5 separate regions of the Mus musculus genome follow, and regions 1, 2, 4 and 5 are each linked to region 3. The links are chromatin contacts, called in public HiChIP or PLAC-seq and promoter capture Hi-C maps. All regions are on one chromosome and are shown on one strand. The core of a region is the stretch at or near the end of the contact, and the rest is flanking DNA. Distances in the headings are between cores, read along the strand shown. Region 1 holds the start of Crkl (v-crk avian sarcoma virus CT10 oncogene homolog-like). Region 2 holds the start of Scarf2 (scavenger receptor class F, member 2). Region 3 holds the start of Ccdc74a (coiled-coil domain containing 74A). Region 4 holds the start of B830017H08Rik (RIKEN cDNA B830017H08 gene). Region 5 holds the start of Dgcr2 (DiGeorge syndrome critical region gene 2).

Region 1 (2,700 bases), core at 139-2,638, 190 kb after region 3:
CACCCCTGAGGAAGGAACGGTGAGGATACAAATTTCTTCAAATATAATCCCACTGTCTTCTCTTGGTAATCCCAGTTTTAAAAATGAGTGCTAGAGAATCAGATTCTGAGATTTCTACACTTTCGATCCATTTTAAGGATTATTCCAAAGGCCGAAGGCCACTTTGTAACCTAAAGTTAGTTGAAAAATGCAGGAGTTACAAAAACCTTAAATGGTGTACAAGAATTTCGAGAAAGGAGGAGTCATGGCTATCTTCAGAATCTCAAGGAAGTCTATATTTTTAGCGTCGTTAATAAGCATTCTGCATTAGTATTACAGTCAAGTAAAGTGGCAAAACTGTGTATATATGTGGGGGGTTAGGGGTGCATTTAAACAATGCAAGCAGCACTGCTAAATGTCTAAATAAAATGCATCCTTTCATCCAATGACCCAGATCCTGATATTGGCCTTATAATCCGAATGTCTTCTGATTTAGAATGAGGAAAAGGAGTTCTATCCCCTACCCTACCCCCAAAATTTAATCTTTGACCGACCCTTCGCATCCGGTCAAGTTCTGAACCGGAGAAGGGCAGGAGCTCGCGTACCTGGGCGCCGGTTCGATTAAGGTGGTAGTGTCCAGGTAGTGGATCTTGTAGAACTCTAACAAGGCCGGCAAATGGTCAAACTCCTGGTCCCCGATCTTAAAGCGGCGGTTGGGCAGGGAGTTGATGATGTAGTGCGAGACACGCGAGTTCTCGGACACGGACAGTACATAGTCCCCGGGGCAGGTAGATGAGTCCCGGACTAGGAACATGCCATGGCGCTGGCCTTGGAGACGAGTCTGCGCCTCCTGGCGAGTCACTGGCCCCATGTACCAGGCAGAGCGGTCTGAAGAATCAAACCTGGCGGAGGACATGGTGTTGGGCTCGGGGATGGGCGGCGTCTGCGGCTCTCTTGCTTGGGAAGCCTTTACCCGCTGTCGGCTTTGGGGTCGAGGAAGGGCCTCTCAGAACACTTCGAGGAACAATCAGAGGGCTTGGTCAGGACGTTCCTCTAGGCTCCGGGCCCCGCAGCATCCTCCGCCACCGCCCTCCTGCACCGGGCCGCCTCACGGAGAGCCGGTCCGGGAACACTGGGCAAAGCCCCGGGGTCGAGGTGGGCGAAGCTGAGCAGTAGCGGAGGCCGCCTCGGGCTTCTCAGCTGGCCGGAGTACAGGGGAGGCTCCAGTGACTTCTGTCCTGGAACCCGCCGCCGGCTCCACAGCCTCAAGAGCCTGCACCGATCCCCGCGGTCACACGAAGCACCGCACTCCAACAAGAGTCGCGCCTCCCGAGCAGTCTTACCCAGCCCGCTCCCAATAGCCACAGCAACAAAATGGCGGACGCGGGAGAAGCAGCCGGGCACCTCCCCCTTGGTCCAGCGCATTCAATCTGCGCACGCGCGGAGCTGGGCTCTACCCCCTCCACCGCGGAGGCCCTTCCTTTGACGTCACTGGGCGCTGCCAATCAGGAGTGCGTTCGCGAGGGTCCCAGCGTGAGCCACTCGCGCGGGCTCCCGCGTTCCGGGAGGAGGCAGAGGGTCAGGCCCTTCCTGGACCGCAAAGCAGCCGCCGAGAAGCTGCTGCTGTCAGGCTTCCCGGGCTTGGCAGGAAAACAGCTGGAGCCGAGAGGGAACAGCGTTTTGAAAACCTGTTTCTGTGAACAAAGCGTAGAGTGGTTGCTGAGTGTCCGGCCAAGAAGGCGTGGCCGTCAGATGATTGCGAGCCAGAAGGCCCTGGTAAATCAGGTGGCTCAGGAAGGGCATGACCTAGGGAGTGAGGTGACCATCAAATAGGTTACTGAATAACCTATCAAATAACGCCTGCCCTAGGTGATCCTCCTTGGTACACGTGGAATGATGGTGAAGATCAGTTTGACTAATACTTTACGAGGAGGACAGTGTGTTGGTGAGGATGACTGGACACTACCGGCTGTAAAGTGTAACAAGTGAAATGCAACACCTGTGTCTGGCCTGAAGCCTGTTGCTCTGCAACAGTTCATTTCCTGCCATTCCACGTTGCTCAGTTTCAGCTCTGCCTCCCTTGACATATTTCTCCCTCCAACCCGACTAGTACCTATTTATTTAATTATTTGTTTGGTTTTTTAGAGACGGGGTTTCTCTGTGTAGTCCTGGCTGTCCTGGAACTCACTTTGTAGACCAGGCTAGCCTCGAACTCAGAAATCCGCCTGCCTCTGCCTCCCAAGTGCTGGGATTAAAGGCATGCGCCACCACTGCCCGGCCTATCTATCTATCTATCTATCTATCTATCTATCTATCTATCAAGATAGGAATTCTCTGTGTGGCCCTGGCTGTCCTGGAACTAACTCTGACCACCAACAGGCTAGGATGAAATTTTAATACCACAGAATACTGTCTTATTTACCTATATTTTGCCTGCCTTAAATCCACATCTAGTCTTGAATGATCAGAAATTTGTTAAATGAATGACTATTGTGAAAAATCACCACAAAAACAGATGCTGGATTATTGGTCATAGCATTCCCAAATTAGATAAACAGGAAGGCATGTCCCAAGCCAGTGGTGGTGACACATACCAATAATCCCATCACTAGGAGATGGAGGCAGGAGGATCATGAGTTCAAGGCAGCTGAGCTCTATGAAACCCAACAAAAATGGGGAGGAAGTTAGGGGAGGGAGAAATCTCAAAAGTGAGGAATACAG
Region 2 (2,700 bases), core at 150-2,649, 150 kb before region 3:
GCCTGGTGCGGGCTGACCGCCCTCCCTAGGCACCGCCCCGCCTGCCTCAGCCGCTGCATTCCTGGGGCCGGGGAGGCCCGGGACGAGGCGGCGGCGGCGATGCGAAGCAGATGGCTAGTCAGGCGCCCCCCCCCCCCCCCGCCTCCGAGGCGGGGCTCGCGGCCGGGAGTGGTCTGTGTCCTCTCGACCCGATTTCGGAAACCGCGCGGTCAGCTAGCAGCCCTCGTCTACTTTGACCCTCCAAAACCCTAGCTGACGTTTCGCACCCCGGGGAGCCGTTTGACCCAGGGTGCCCCCCGGGACCCTAGCCTGGAGTCCCAAAACAGCCTCCCCAGCACTGGCAGAGGCGCCCCACCGTGGGTTCCTCGCCTCTGCAGAGATGCCTTGACTGCGTCGTGGCTCCGACGAGCAGACAGGTCCCTCGGCTTCTGCGCCTACTCAGCCGTCGTCGCTCTTCACCCTCCGCGCAAGCTCCGGGCTCCACTGCTTTCTGGCTGGGCCTGTCCCACACCGGCTTTCCTAGCAAGATCCTCTCAGAGACCCACCTCCGTACACCCAGTGGCCGCCCACAAGGAGCCAACAGGGGTTCCCACGTCCTCCCCATCGCGCGTCCATCATTGTCCTCAAGCACTCCGGTTTCTGGTCCACCGTGAGTGTAGCCTTGTCCGTGCTCACTTTCACCACCATCTTCCTCCCACCCCGCGCCCGCTCTACCAAGACAAATCTGTCCTTCCAAGTCTCGACTGTCCCAGTGCCCAGCTCGCCCAAGGTTGCTCCTTCGCCCTTCTAAACCCCTACTCCAGGCTCAAGCCACTGGCTCCTAAAGCCTATGCACATGCTGTCCCCTCCGAGTGTCCTTGCTTGGCTTAGGGAGTAGCTCCTTTCTCTTCTCCCCTGACATTTTGGACACCACATAGTACCCCTGGGGGCTCCCCACAGTACTCCATTACCCCTCAGGTGATTTCTGGTCCAGCCGGCCCTCGGATGCAGCCTAAGGGCCCAGGCTTGGCCTGGAACCGAGCCCAAGACGCGAGGCAGGCCCGAGGGGCTCGCGTGACCAGTTTAGGGAGGTCCTAGATGGCCCGGACTGAAATGGGGCGCCGCTACCCCCAGCCCGCTTCGCGCCCACGCCTCGGACAGGCCCAGTTCCTACCCGGGCGTGCGGCACACGTTGCGGCCTCGCGGGTTCAAGTCCTGGGGCGCCGCGAGACCGGGCAGCAGCCAGAGCAGCAGCAGCAGTCCCAGCCCTCGGGCTCCCTGGCGCCGCGCCGGCCCGGCCCCCCGGGACCCTGCGCCCTCCATGAGGCGCGGGGCAGGCGCGGGTGGGCGCGGGTGCGGCCGCGGCAAGGGCGGCCGGAAGCGGAGTGCGAGGCCGGGCGGGGGGCGGCAGGAGGGGCGCCGGGCCGGGCAGGAAATTCCACATCGGCTCCCTGATCCTGGGCCAGCGCGGCCGGCCAGGCGGCAGCGCCCGCCCCGCGCGCCAGACCCCACCCTCCGGTCGCGCCTCCGCCCCTTCTTTGCTCGGCCCCCGCCCCCACCTGGCCATGCACGAACTCGGGGGTGAACTTGGTGGAAGCCGGCGAAGCACTGCGGGAAGAAGGAGCTGCGGGATCCTGTGAAGGAGTCCTGGTCCGCGCCTTTTCTCCCCCTTGTCAGAAGCCCTGGAGCCGCCAGGCCCGGGAGCAAAGGGGTCCTGGAGAAGGCCCCGGTTCACACACTGGCCTTCGGCTGGAGCTAAGAACCCCTAGTTGTTCTATGGTGTGCCATTAGCATCTCTTGATCTCCTGCAGCATGCAAGATGTAGACAAAGACCTGTGGGAATGAACTGGAGACCTAGGGAAAGGAGCTCTCTGAGGAAAAAGCCTGGAACAGAAGGAAGCAGTGATGGTCTTTGATATAATGAGGAGGTAAAGACAGGGAAGGGGACACTGGAGATGAAAACTGAAACTCAGAAGTCCTCTCAAGGGGTAGGAAGGAACTGGGTGCCCAGGGCATGTATTCAGCTTGAGAAGGCTATTGGCTCCTAAGAAGGAGAAGTTCAGAGAGTGAAATCAAGGCTTAGAATGGAGACCCCCCTACTACATAAGGACAACCAGGGCCACTAAGTAGATTGCTCTGTCTCTACCATACCCACTTTTGTCTCCTGATCTCCTGAGCACCTCATTCCCTAAACAGCTGTCAAAGTGAGCCTTGTCATGTAAGCAGAACCAGAAGTCTTCGGAGTCAGAAAGCTTCCTTTACCAGGAACCTCTAGCCTGACCTTAGTATGACATCAGCAAGCCTGTCAAAGGAGCTGCAGAATCAGTGTCCATCCTAGGGACGACTTGGACTTGGCTAAAGATATCCTTCCTCCAAGTCTCTACACAAGCTTAAGGATAAGACCCCTGGGCCAGGAGGCAGCTTGGGCAGGGGCCCTCTGTTAACCCTTTACTGTTCTCACCAGTAAAGCTCTTCTCTCATCCCTGCCTTGAATCACTGGCTTCACCCAGGCAGAGCAGAACACAGTACTTATGGTTACCACAGCCTAGGTCAGACAGGAGATGGTTGGAGCTGCATGGGTCCAGAAAAGACAAAGCAGGAGAGACCCTGAGGCAGACTGCTCCAGACTGCAGGAGTTCACACACCTTTGTTGGCAGCCTGGTCCCACCAAGGTGTGTGTGCTTCTGACTTGAGGGAAAGGTTAGACAATATCTTCCTGGG
Region 3 (2,700 bases), core at 2-2,501:
CTCTGGGTTAGCATGCAGGGCTCCCTGCTGCCAGATAGGCTTGAGTGATAACTCCCTGCAAGTCCTACCTTTTTTCTGAGGCTTCTCATTCATGATTAGCTTGTAGTGGAGATCTGAAAGCAAACAAATACTCCTTATCACACTTAAAATCTACAGCCACTGGGAGCACAAATGTGGCCTGCTCTTTGGGTCCCACCAGCTTTTTCCACCAACCCTTTACCTCAGGCATCTCAGACCAGAAATGCCTCTAGCTGATCCCTGTCATCCCCAACACCTGCAAGGTGCCCATCCACTAGGCCAGGCAGGGGCAGGGCTGCAGGGCTGCTGAAGTGAGACAGGATGGCTGGCTAGCCTTCCAGGAGCCCCTGGCAATGGTAAGGTAAGTGGGGTGTGGCATGGGGCTGGTCAGTCAGACATGGGGTGAGTCTCAAGCAGAGCCCTAATGTAATAAGATGCCCAGGTAAAGACAACACCAGAAAGAGGGAGAAACCCGAGGCACAGGGCATGGAGTGGGGGGAAGCAGAGGAACCCTAGCTGAGCTGTAGACAGTGAAAAGCAGTTATGTCACAGGGTGGCCTGAAGTTCTGAGTAGGCCAAGCCTTGGGGGTGGGGGTCGGGGGTGGGGTGGAGCAGCATCCTGGCAATCCCTGCCCAAAATCTGGATGTGCTTAGTTGGTGACCCATTTACTGGAATTTGCTGTGTGCTGTTTAACTTCGGCAACAGTTTTAAATAATGAGCCGGACTACACCCTGCCCTGCACAGAGTGCACAGGAGGGTCAGCGTTCATTTGGGCTGGTGGGCACAGGAGGACTGAGCCTATCGGCAGGCCCTACCGAAGAGAAGCCTCCCGCATCCTTCCCCGCACCCGGAGACTGTTAAGAGTTGATGGCCGTGACCTTCAGGTTGTAAATGCTGGGCCAGCACCCAGAGGCTCACCCTTATTCTCCCGCTTCAGGTGCTCGATCTCCTCGTGGAGTTTGACTAGCGTCTCCGAGTGCTGCTGCTGTAGGAACTGCAGGCTCTTTTCCAGGTCCAGGATCCGCTTCTGTGCTTCGCTGAACCCGAGCGGAGGCGGCTGCGTCCCCGCGTGCTGCAGGCCGGCGGGAGGGCGCGGGCGTAGGCGGGCCGCGCCCCGGGAGCCTGGGGCCGCGGAGCTGAGGGGCCGAGCCCCGGCCGCCAGCCCGGCCCCGCTCATGAAGGCGTCGCCGCCGCTCAGTACTGGCTGCTGGAGCCTGGCACTCGGTCGCCTTGGGAACCGGCGCGCCGGAGAGGGCGGGGCGCGCCGCGGGGCGGGGCCTGCGGCCGCGTTCCGCAAAAACCAAGGCGCCAGACTCTTGAACTGGTCCGGAACAGTAGTTCTTATGAGTGCTGTGTGCGGTGCGTGTGCCTGTGGAGACCAGCACTCGACGTCCGGTCTCATTCCCCACCTCATAGATTTTGAGAAGAGGTCTGTCTCGTCTTGTGACTAGCTGGGCTGGCCCGTGAACCCCAGGATCTTCCCATTTCCCCGGCTTCCAGCGCTTAAGATCCCGGGTGTGCGCCTTCCCTCCCCACTTCTCATGTGGGTGCTAGGGACCCGAATTTAGACCCGAATTTCTCCTGCTTGGGCAGAAACCACTATACCTTCTGAGCCATCACCCTAGCCCCGCTTGTACTTTTGAACCAGGGTCTCACTCTGTAGTGCAAACTAGCTTGGAATTCATTGTGTAAAACCGGGATTATAGATGTATGCCAAAGCACTGGCTTTTTTGTTTTTGTTTTTCGAGACAGGGTTTCTCTGTATAGCCCTGGCTGTCCTGGAACTCACTTTGTAGACCAGGTTGGCCTCGAACTCAGAAATCCGCCTGCCTCTGCCTCCCCAGTGCTGGGATTAAAGGCGTGCGCCACCACCGCCCGTCGCACTGGCTTTTAAAGTGGGTCTTAGTCTTTCATTTTAATAGCTCACATTTTTGGATACATAGTAATAGTTTCACAAATCTTCCAACACTCACTGAATCTTTGTGTATAAATAGAGCTGTCTGAACCAACACAAGAGAACCGGCCAGCCCACTTCTTTAATTCCAGCAAATGGGAGACAGAGGCAGGTGGATCTTCCAGAGTTCCGAAGTCTGCCATAGTGAGTTCCCGGAACAGTCAGAGCTACACAGTGAGAACCTGTCTTCAAGAAAACAAAAGTCCAGTGCTTGCCTTTACCTAGAGAACCCAGCCAGCAGGATCAAAAACAAGAAAGTCCTGGCTTTCTAGACTTTAGTTTTTTTTTTTTTTTCATTTATGCGTACCCGTATGAGTATATTCTGTGGGTGTGCATGTGTGAGCATTGAGCCCCGGAGCTGGAATTACAGGCAGCCTTGGGTGTCTGCTGGAAACCAAACTCAGGTTTTCTGGAAGAGCAGGAAGCTCTCTTTCTTAACTGCTGGCTCATCTCTTATCCACGTGAAAACTAGGCCACTTACTTTTTATGACATGGTAGATTTGTTTGTTTGAGACATAGTTTAGCTACATAGGCCAGGCTGACTTCAAACTCAGAGATCTGCCTCTGCCTCCTTTCTGAATCCTAAGATTAATGCCTGGTTTGGAAACTTAATTTCTAAGAGAAGGCTATGCAAAAGTCACCTCCCAATGGGTCAGTGTTTGACACTTGTCTACCATGTCCATGTCCCAGAGGTCCATCCTTTGCACAGCAAAAAGCCCGATCTACA
Region 4 (2,700 bases), core at 19-2,518, 190 kb before region 3:
CACATCGCAAAACCATCTACATAGCCTCTGCCGCCCATCCTCTAAATAATGGAATGTCGGCTGGCGGCATCTGAGGAATCTGTAGAAGCACCGCACATCGTCCGATTTGCCTCCAGTCCCTCAGTCTCCGCCGCTTTGCGCAGCCGCTGGAGGCACTGGAGTTTTCTTGTGGTTCTTGCGGGCCATGGCTCGGTTCGCCAGGCTGTCCGCGGGGGTGTCCGGTCCGTTCTCCGCTGCCCTGGAGGACGAAACCAACGCGTTCACCGTGCCGAGCGCCCGTAGCAAGGCGGGGCCCCGGGGCTCCCGGCGGGCGGGTGGCGGCGGCAGCGGCTGCTGCTGCTGCGGCGGCGGCAGCAGGGCGCGCAGGGCATCCAGCTCGCTCCGCAGCTCCGCACGCAGCGCCTCGAGCCCCGCGCCCAGCTCGGCGCGCACGGCCGCCAGCCCCTCCTGCAGCCGCCGCTCGCTCACCTCCAGGACGCCCGCGGGATAGGTGGCGCCGCCGCGCGGCTCCCCGCACACCGAGCACACCGAGCCGCCGCTGCGCGCGTCGCTCCTCTCGCCGGCCTCCGCCGCCCCGGCTCGCGCGCCCGCGCGCTCCACCACCCGCAGCAGTCGCGGCGCCTCGGCTCGCGCCGCCGCCTCGACCCGCAGCTGGCCACGCAGGCGAGCCAGGCGGCCCGGGGCGCGGGCATCTTCGGGAACCGGCCCGTTGGGCTGCGAGCTCGGGTCTAGCCGGCGGCCCACGCCCCTCCTCAGCGCCTCTCTAACGCCGTACGCGCCGCGCGCCTGAGTCCACGAGCGCCCGGGCTCTGCCGCCATGCGCTGCCGTCTGCACCGCTCTCTGCCAGCCCCGCTGAGAGGGCCAGGGCCCCAGCCTGCAGCCTAGCGACCGCGGGGCCCGCGGGAACGCGCCCTGGGACGTCTGTGGGAACGACCGGGCCTGGGGGAACCCCTGCAGGGCCAATTCCTGAGTGGCTGGGGCTCCGGGGAGGCCGCGGGTATGGGGGAGGGCTGTGCCCGTAGGCAGGGGTATTTGAAATTTGGCCTTAGGGACCATGTTGTCGGCTGGGGGCCCCCATATGAGACTTAGGTTGGCCTCTAGGCAGCAGCAATAGCACATGGCGCAACGGCTGCTAAAGCCAAGACACCGTAAAGCCAGAAGCAAAGCCCCCCTTACCTTCCTTTCACGTTGTCCTGGCCACAGCAGCCTATGCCATTCTAGCCGCTCTGTCTCTTGTGTCTCCCACATAGCACACTCAGCCACGAGTGAGAATTCATCTTTCTCACTGGCATCTCCAGCTCCAAGCTTTCGCCCCTCTACCCTCCTTTCTAAGGGACTTAGAGACTGCTGAGCCCCAGCCCATCTCATGCCTATCCTGCTCATATCCTGTTTAACCTCTCTGACCACGCACCCTAGCCACCCTCTTCATCTTTACATACATAGGCTCCATGCCTCCCCTCTTCCGACAGTTTCTGCTTTTCCCACTGGGACCCTGAACTTTCCTTGTCCACCCAATCTCACAAGTAAAGGGAGCCTCAACCTCAAGTAACTTCACAACGTCTCTTAAATGGGGTCTCATGTAGCCAAAACTGCTCTCATACTCCTTATGTAGCCAGGACTGACTGAATTCCTCCTGCTCTGCCTCTTGAGTGCTGGGATTACAGGTGTCTGTTACCATGCCCAGTTAATGCAGTCAGACTGGAGATTAAACCCCGGAATTTCTTCCTTCCGAGGAAGCACTCCACCTATCCCAGCTAGCTCTGGTTTTTGTTTAGTTTGGGGGTGATTTTTTTTAGAATTTTTATTTTATGCAAATGAGTGTTTTGTGTGCATGTGTGTCATGTACCACTTGGTGCCTGAGCGGGTGGTGAGGCTCCATGTAAATGCTGGGACTCAAACCGAGGCCTTTCGAATGAGACTTTAACCATCAAGCCAATTCTCCAGTGCGTTTCTGTTTAGTTCTGAGACAAGGCCTTGCTATGTTGCCCAGACTGGTCTTGACCTCCTGCACTCAAATGATCCCTCCTGCTTCAGCCTCACCAGTAGCCAGGGTTGTAGGCTCTACCATTGCATCTGGCTTACAGTGATTTTTCAGTGACTCTGCCCTTCCACAGTGAGGTGCCTGAACCCATGGCTGGCTCTTCTGTGTTGTCTGGCACAAAGCTAGGTCCTTAGTGTTGCTAAATGTGCTGAAGGTTTGACGAAGGAATAATATGGAACATGGCCGTCCAGGGTTAAGCACTTGCACTCACCCTGCCGAGCCCCGTAAGGGCCCATGGCTACCCTAGCTAATCTTTCCTCCCCTGACTGTCTTTAGTACCCTTTCACTTTCTGGGGAGCCTGGTTCTTTCCCAGCCCATACATCCTGCGCTGTGCGTGCGCATGGTACAGTGGGTCCTGTGTCCCTCTAGAGGGCAGGATCTCCCCACCAAGCGTGAGCATGTTGTTCTCATCGTCCCTGGGGCGTTGTTAGCACTCTGGGTGCTCAGTGCCCTGGAACCTCCGAAGAAAATTGTAAGGAGGGAGGGCTCTGTGGGGATCCAGCAGTGCTGGGAGCCGAGGCTGGATCTGTGTGCCCAGGTGCAGAGGCTAGCCTCTGCATCCCTGTAACTGCATGTGTGCACATGTGCGGAGGGTGGGGTTGCTGTCAACTGTCTGTGGCAGCCTGGTGGGGGACCGCCTGTTTCCCTTCTAGTTCA
Region 5 (2,769 bases), core at 126-2,625, 250 kb before region 3:
CTGGGGCTTCACCTTTTAAAAGAGCACTTTTGAATGTGTTTTGGGCCCTGAGACAGACCTGGGCCGACTTCAGGTTCTTTATCTCCTGGCCCAGTGGTGGTAGTGGTGGTGGTGGGTTAAGGAGTTAACTCTGTGCTTTCATTGTACCGCTCAGCCAGACTTCTCACTTCCTGTCCTGCTCTTTTCTCTTCCAAACCTTTCCTGGACTCTTAACGGCGGCTCTGCAGGTGGACAGTTGGCAGGAAGACTGCACTTGGCTGAGTTCCCTCCAAAGGACCTGCCCAACTCAGAGCTCTGGCTGAGCTCCCAGGGCAGATTTGCAGTGGGGGTGGGTATGGGGGCAGAAGGCTAGGCCTGGATCTTGTACTCAGTGCTGGGAATGTGCCATAAAACTATCTGAGTGCCCAGAGCAGCACTGGACAGGTACCCTTGCTTCTGCCAGCAAGGAACCCCCCATCTGTTGTGACAAGTCCTATGTCCAACATCTTGGGCCAAGACCTGGTAAAGTTGGAATGTCTGACGACTTGACCTTGACTTTACCTACCTATAACAAGTTAGCATCTTTCACTCATGGCTCCATGTATCTATCGTAGGTTGAAATCCTGGGACTTTGGTGGAGGGGCAATAAGAGTGAGTCAGATATGCTGGAGGTGACTGGCCTTCCCCACTTTTCACTTCCTTCCCCTGAACAGATTGGTTTTTCATTTGCTGTCTCTCCTTCCACGTTCATGCTGTTCATGAAGGCAGGTGTGAGTTTAGCATGTGGAGCCTTGTTCCCAGGCTTTAGCCCTGTCTCTGCCTGGGCTTTTTTTCTCCATTGTATAGGCAGCTCCTTCCCCAGATCTGGTCCAGAGACTCTGGGCTTCTCTGTTAGATTCTGACATCCATTAAGCCATTTCCTCCTCTGTTGATATTCTTTGTGCCATTCCCTGATCCACAGAGACTGCTGGTCCTTTATTTTCACTAGAGCTCTTCACTTTCTTCACAGCCGTTCGGCGTTTAGAAGACCACTTTAGGGAATATGTTGGCACTGGGACAGACCTGGGCCTCCAGGAGTAAAGATCGTTCAGGTCCAGCTATACCTCCTCAATTCACTAATCCCGGATTCCCCACTCCTACCCACCCCAGACCCTGGCGCCAGCACTGTCAGTCCTTGTGACCCTACCAGCACTAGGGACCCCTTTTGGTACCTCGCTGCCAAGGCTGCGTCCCACCTCTCGGTTCAGCCAATGGCACGCCTCATTTCCTGCTAGCCCCGCCCTTGGCCCCGCCCACTCGCTCATTCCCTAGGCCTCTCGTGCTCATGCCCCGCCCCGCGTCTGGAGCTCGGGTCCTACCTCCCTCCGCCACCCCACCCCCCGCCCAGCTCGGCGTTCATTGGTTAGTGCGGGCCGGAGGCGGGGTGGCGCGGGCCGGAGCAGGACGGCCGCCATCTTGCGCGAGCCGGAATCTCATCCCGCTCCTGCGGCCTAGAGTGCGCGCGAGTCGGTGGCGTTCTCTTGCCGCGGCCCAGCTGGATCCCTCGCCTGCCGCCCCTCAGCCCCAGGTCGGAGTCCGGCCTTCACCCACTCCTCTCGGCCAGGTCCGGCCTCCCCGCGGGGTCACGCGGCTGCCCCGGGGACGATGAACGGAGGATAAATGGTGCCCAAGGCAGACAGCGGTGCCTTCCTGCTGCTCTTCCTGCTGGTTCTCACTGTCACCGAGCCGCTGCGGCCAGGTGCGCGGTGCTGAGGGTGGGGGCGCGGTCGGGGGTGGGGCTGCGGACGTCCGTTCCCCCGCGGCTGCTGGGGGCTACTGCTCCTCGGCCCGGCACAGGCGAGGCCTGGCCGCGGGCCTCTGGGCGTCCCCTGCCCTGGCACAAATTGGAGTGTACCAGGGTTCGGAGCCTCGAGGATGTTGCCTTTAGACCCAGGTCCACCGAGCGCCGCGTGCTCTGGGACCCACTGGCCAGGAGCTGCGTCTCGGGCGCACCCTTCTGCTTGGCTGAGTGGAAGTCTTGGAAGCAGCTTGTGGAGGCACCTGGTGCCCCAAGTGTCCGCCCAATTGTGGCCTAGTGCCAGCGTTTCAGCCCTGGACAGCGATGTCTGGTTGCTCATTGCCACTTAGTGAAACGCTTTATCACAGAAGTCCAGCCCTGCCCAAAGGAGGTACTGGGAGTAAACTGAGTACCAGGTGCAGGGGAGAGTCCTTTCAGCGGTGCCTGGCACTTAGTGCTTTGTGTGGTGTGATTAACTACTTTTGATACTCCCTTGGAGTTTTGTGTGGTGGGGAACCTCAGGTCCCTTTTCTGCTTATTTCAGATACTTCTGAACTGTGCCCCCCCCCCTGCAAAAAAAAACCTTCACTGCACCCTACTTCCGCAACAAAGCCAGGTCAATTTATCCATCAGGCACAGGAATACCAGTACAGCCTCACTGTCCCTTTAGGGATCCCAGCAGGGATGTCTTGTCTGTGAACTTTCAGAGACTCCTCTGTACTAGGGCGGTGGTAAGTAGAGCTCTTAATGCTTTTAGCAGAGGAAGGTTCCCATGAAGGAATGCCCCAGGCAAGTCTTCTATGGGTGACATCATGACTGGGTGTCAGAACAGGTGGGTGCACCCTCAGCAGTGTCCTATCTCAGCTCCCATCCTGCAACATATTTCAATGCTTGGCTTTGTGCTTTTGTCCCATGTGGAAATGTCTGCCAGAGCCTCAGTGACCAAGCCCAAGACAACACTCAACTGAACAGAGCGTTTCCCTGGGCTCCAGGAAGGGAAAAGCCAGCTGCTC

Evidence for each region. Promoter capture Hi-C pulls out the DNA fragments that hold promoters and counts their contacts. HiChIP or PLAC-seq counts read pairs in DNA pulled down with a chosen protein or histone mark. Capture Hi-C pulls out chosen DNA fragments and counts their contacts.
Region 1: a contact with region 3 is called in a FOXA1 HiChIP or PLAC-seq map of pancreatic cancer cells. The contact joins the promoter of Crkl here to the promoter of Ccdc74a in region 3. A contact is called at or near these places in 1 of 39 promoter capture datasets (neural stem cells), 6 of 115 datasets of contacts at active chromatin or transcription factors (the SCID.adh cell line, effector CD8 T cells, embryonic stem cells and 2 more) and 3 of 9 other capture datasets (adipose tissue, liver and pancreatic islet).
Region 2: a promoter capture Hi-C map of liver shows a contact between it and region 3, with 3 times the contacts expected there. The contact joins the promoter of Scarf2 here to the promoter of Ccdc74a in region 3. A contact is called at or near these places in 3 of 39 promoter capture datasets (embryonic stem cells, hippocampal neurons and liver), 14 of 484 Hi-C or Micro-C datasets (Th1 cells, cardiomyocytes, cerebellar granule neurons and 10 more), 9 of 115 datasets of contacts at active chromatin or transcription factors (effector CD8 T cells, embryonic forebrain, embryonic hindbrain and 5 more) and 3 of 9 other capture datasets (adipose tissue, liver and pancreatic islet).
Region 4: a contact with region 3 is called in a promoter capture Hi-C map of liver. The contact joins the promoter of B830017H08Rik here to the promoter of Ccdc74a in region 3. A contact is called at or near these places in 8 of 39 promoter capture datasets (the 3T3-L1 cell line, the HPC-7 cell line, embryonic stem cells and 2 more), 2 of 484 Hi-C or Micro-C datasets (embryonic fibroblasts and embryonic stem cells), 1 of 115 datasets of contacts at active chromatin or transcription factors (craniofacial prominence) and 5 of 9 other capture datasets (adipose tissue, embryonic stem cells, liver and 2 more).
Region 5: a contact with region 3 is called in an HNF4G HiChIP or PLAC-seq map of pancreatic cancer cells. The contact joins the promoter of Dgcr2 here to the promoter of Ccdc74a in region 3. A contact is called at or near these places in 1 of 484 Hi-C or Micro-C datasets (embryonic stem cells), 3 of 115 datasets of contacts at active chromatin or transcription factors (effector CD8 T cells, memory CD8 T cells and pancreatic cancer cells) and 4 of 9 other capture datasets (adipose tissue, embryonic stem cells, liver and 1 more).

What each region holds. Positions count from the first base shown.
Region 1 is chr16:17,450,673-17,453,372 of GRCm38.p6, reverse strand. Crkl (v-crk avian sarcoma virus CT10 oncogene homolog-like) reads right to left here and starts at 1,388. Exons shown (of 3, transcript NM_007764.5): 1 at 585-1,388. The coding sequence starts at 895.
Region 2 is chr16:17,795,981-17,798,680 of GRCm38.p6, reverse strand. Scarf2 (scavenger receptor class F, member 2) reads right to left here and starts at 1,399. Exons shown (of 11, transcript NM_153790.3): 1 at 1,154-1,399. The coding sequence starts at 1,302.
Region 3 is chr16:17,645,021-17,647,720 of GRCm38.p6, reverse strand. Ccdc74a (coiled-coil domain containing 74A) reads right to left here and starts at 1,251. Exons shown (of 8, transcript NM_001166164.1): 1 at 938-1,251; 2 at 69-113. The coding sequence starts at 1,196.
Region 4 is chr16:17,831,687-17,834,386 of GRCm38.p6, reverse strand. B830017H08Rik (RIKEN cDNA B830017H08 gene) reads right to left here and starts at 1,268. Exons shown (of 2, transcript NR_027959.1): 1 at 818-1,268; 2 at 1-35.
Region 5 is chr16:17,890,334-17,893,102 of GRCm38.p6, reverse strand. It overlaps Dgcr2 (DiGeorge syndrome critical region gene 2), which reads left to right and starts at 1,375. Exons shown (of 10, transcript NM_010048.3): 1 at 1,375-1,717. The coding sequence starts at 1,639.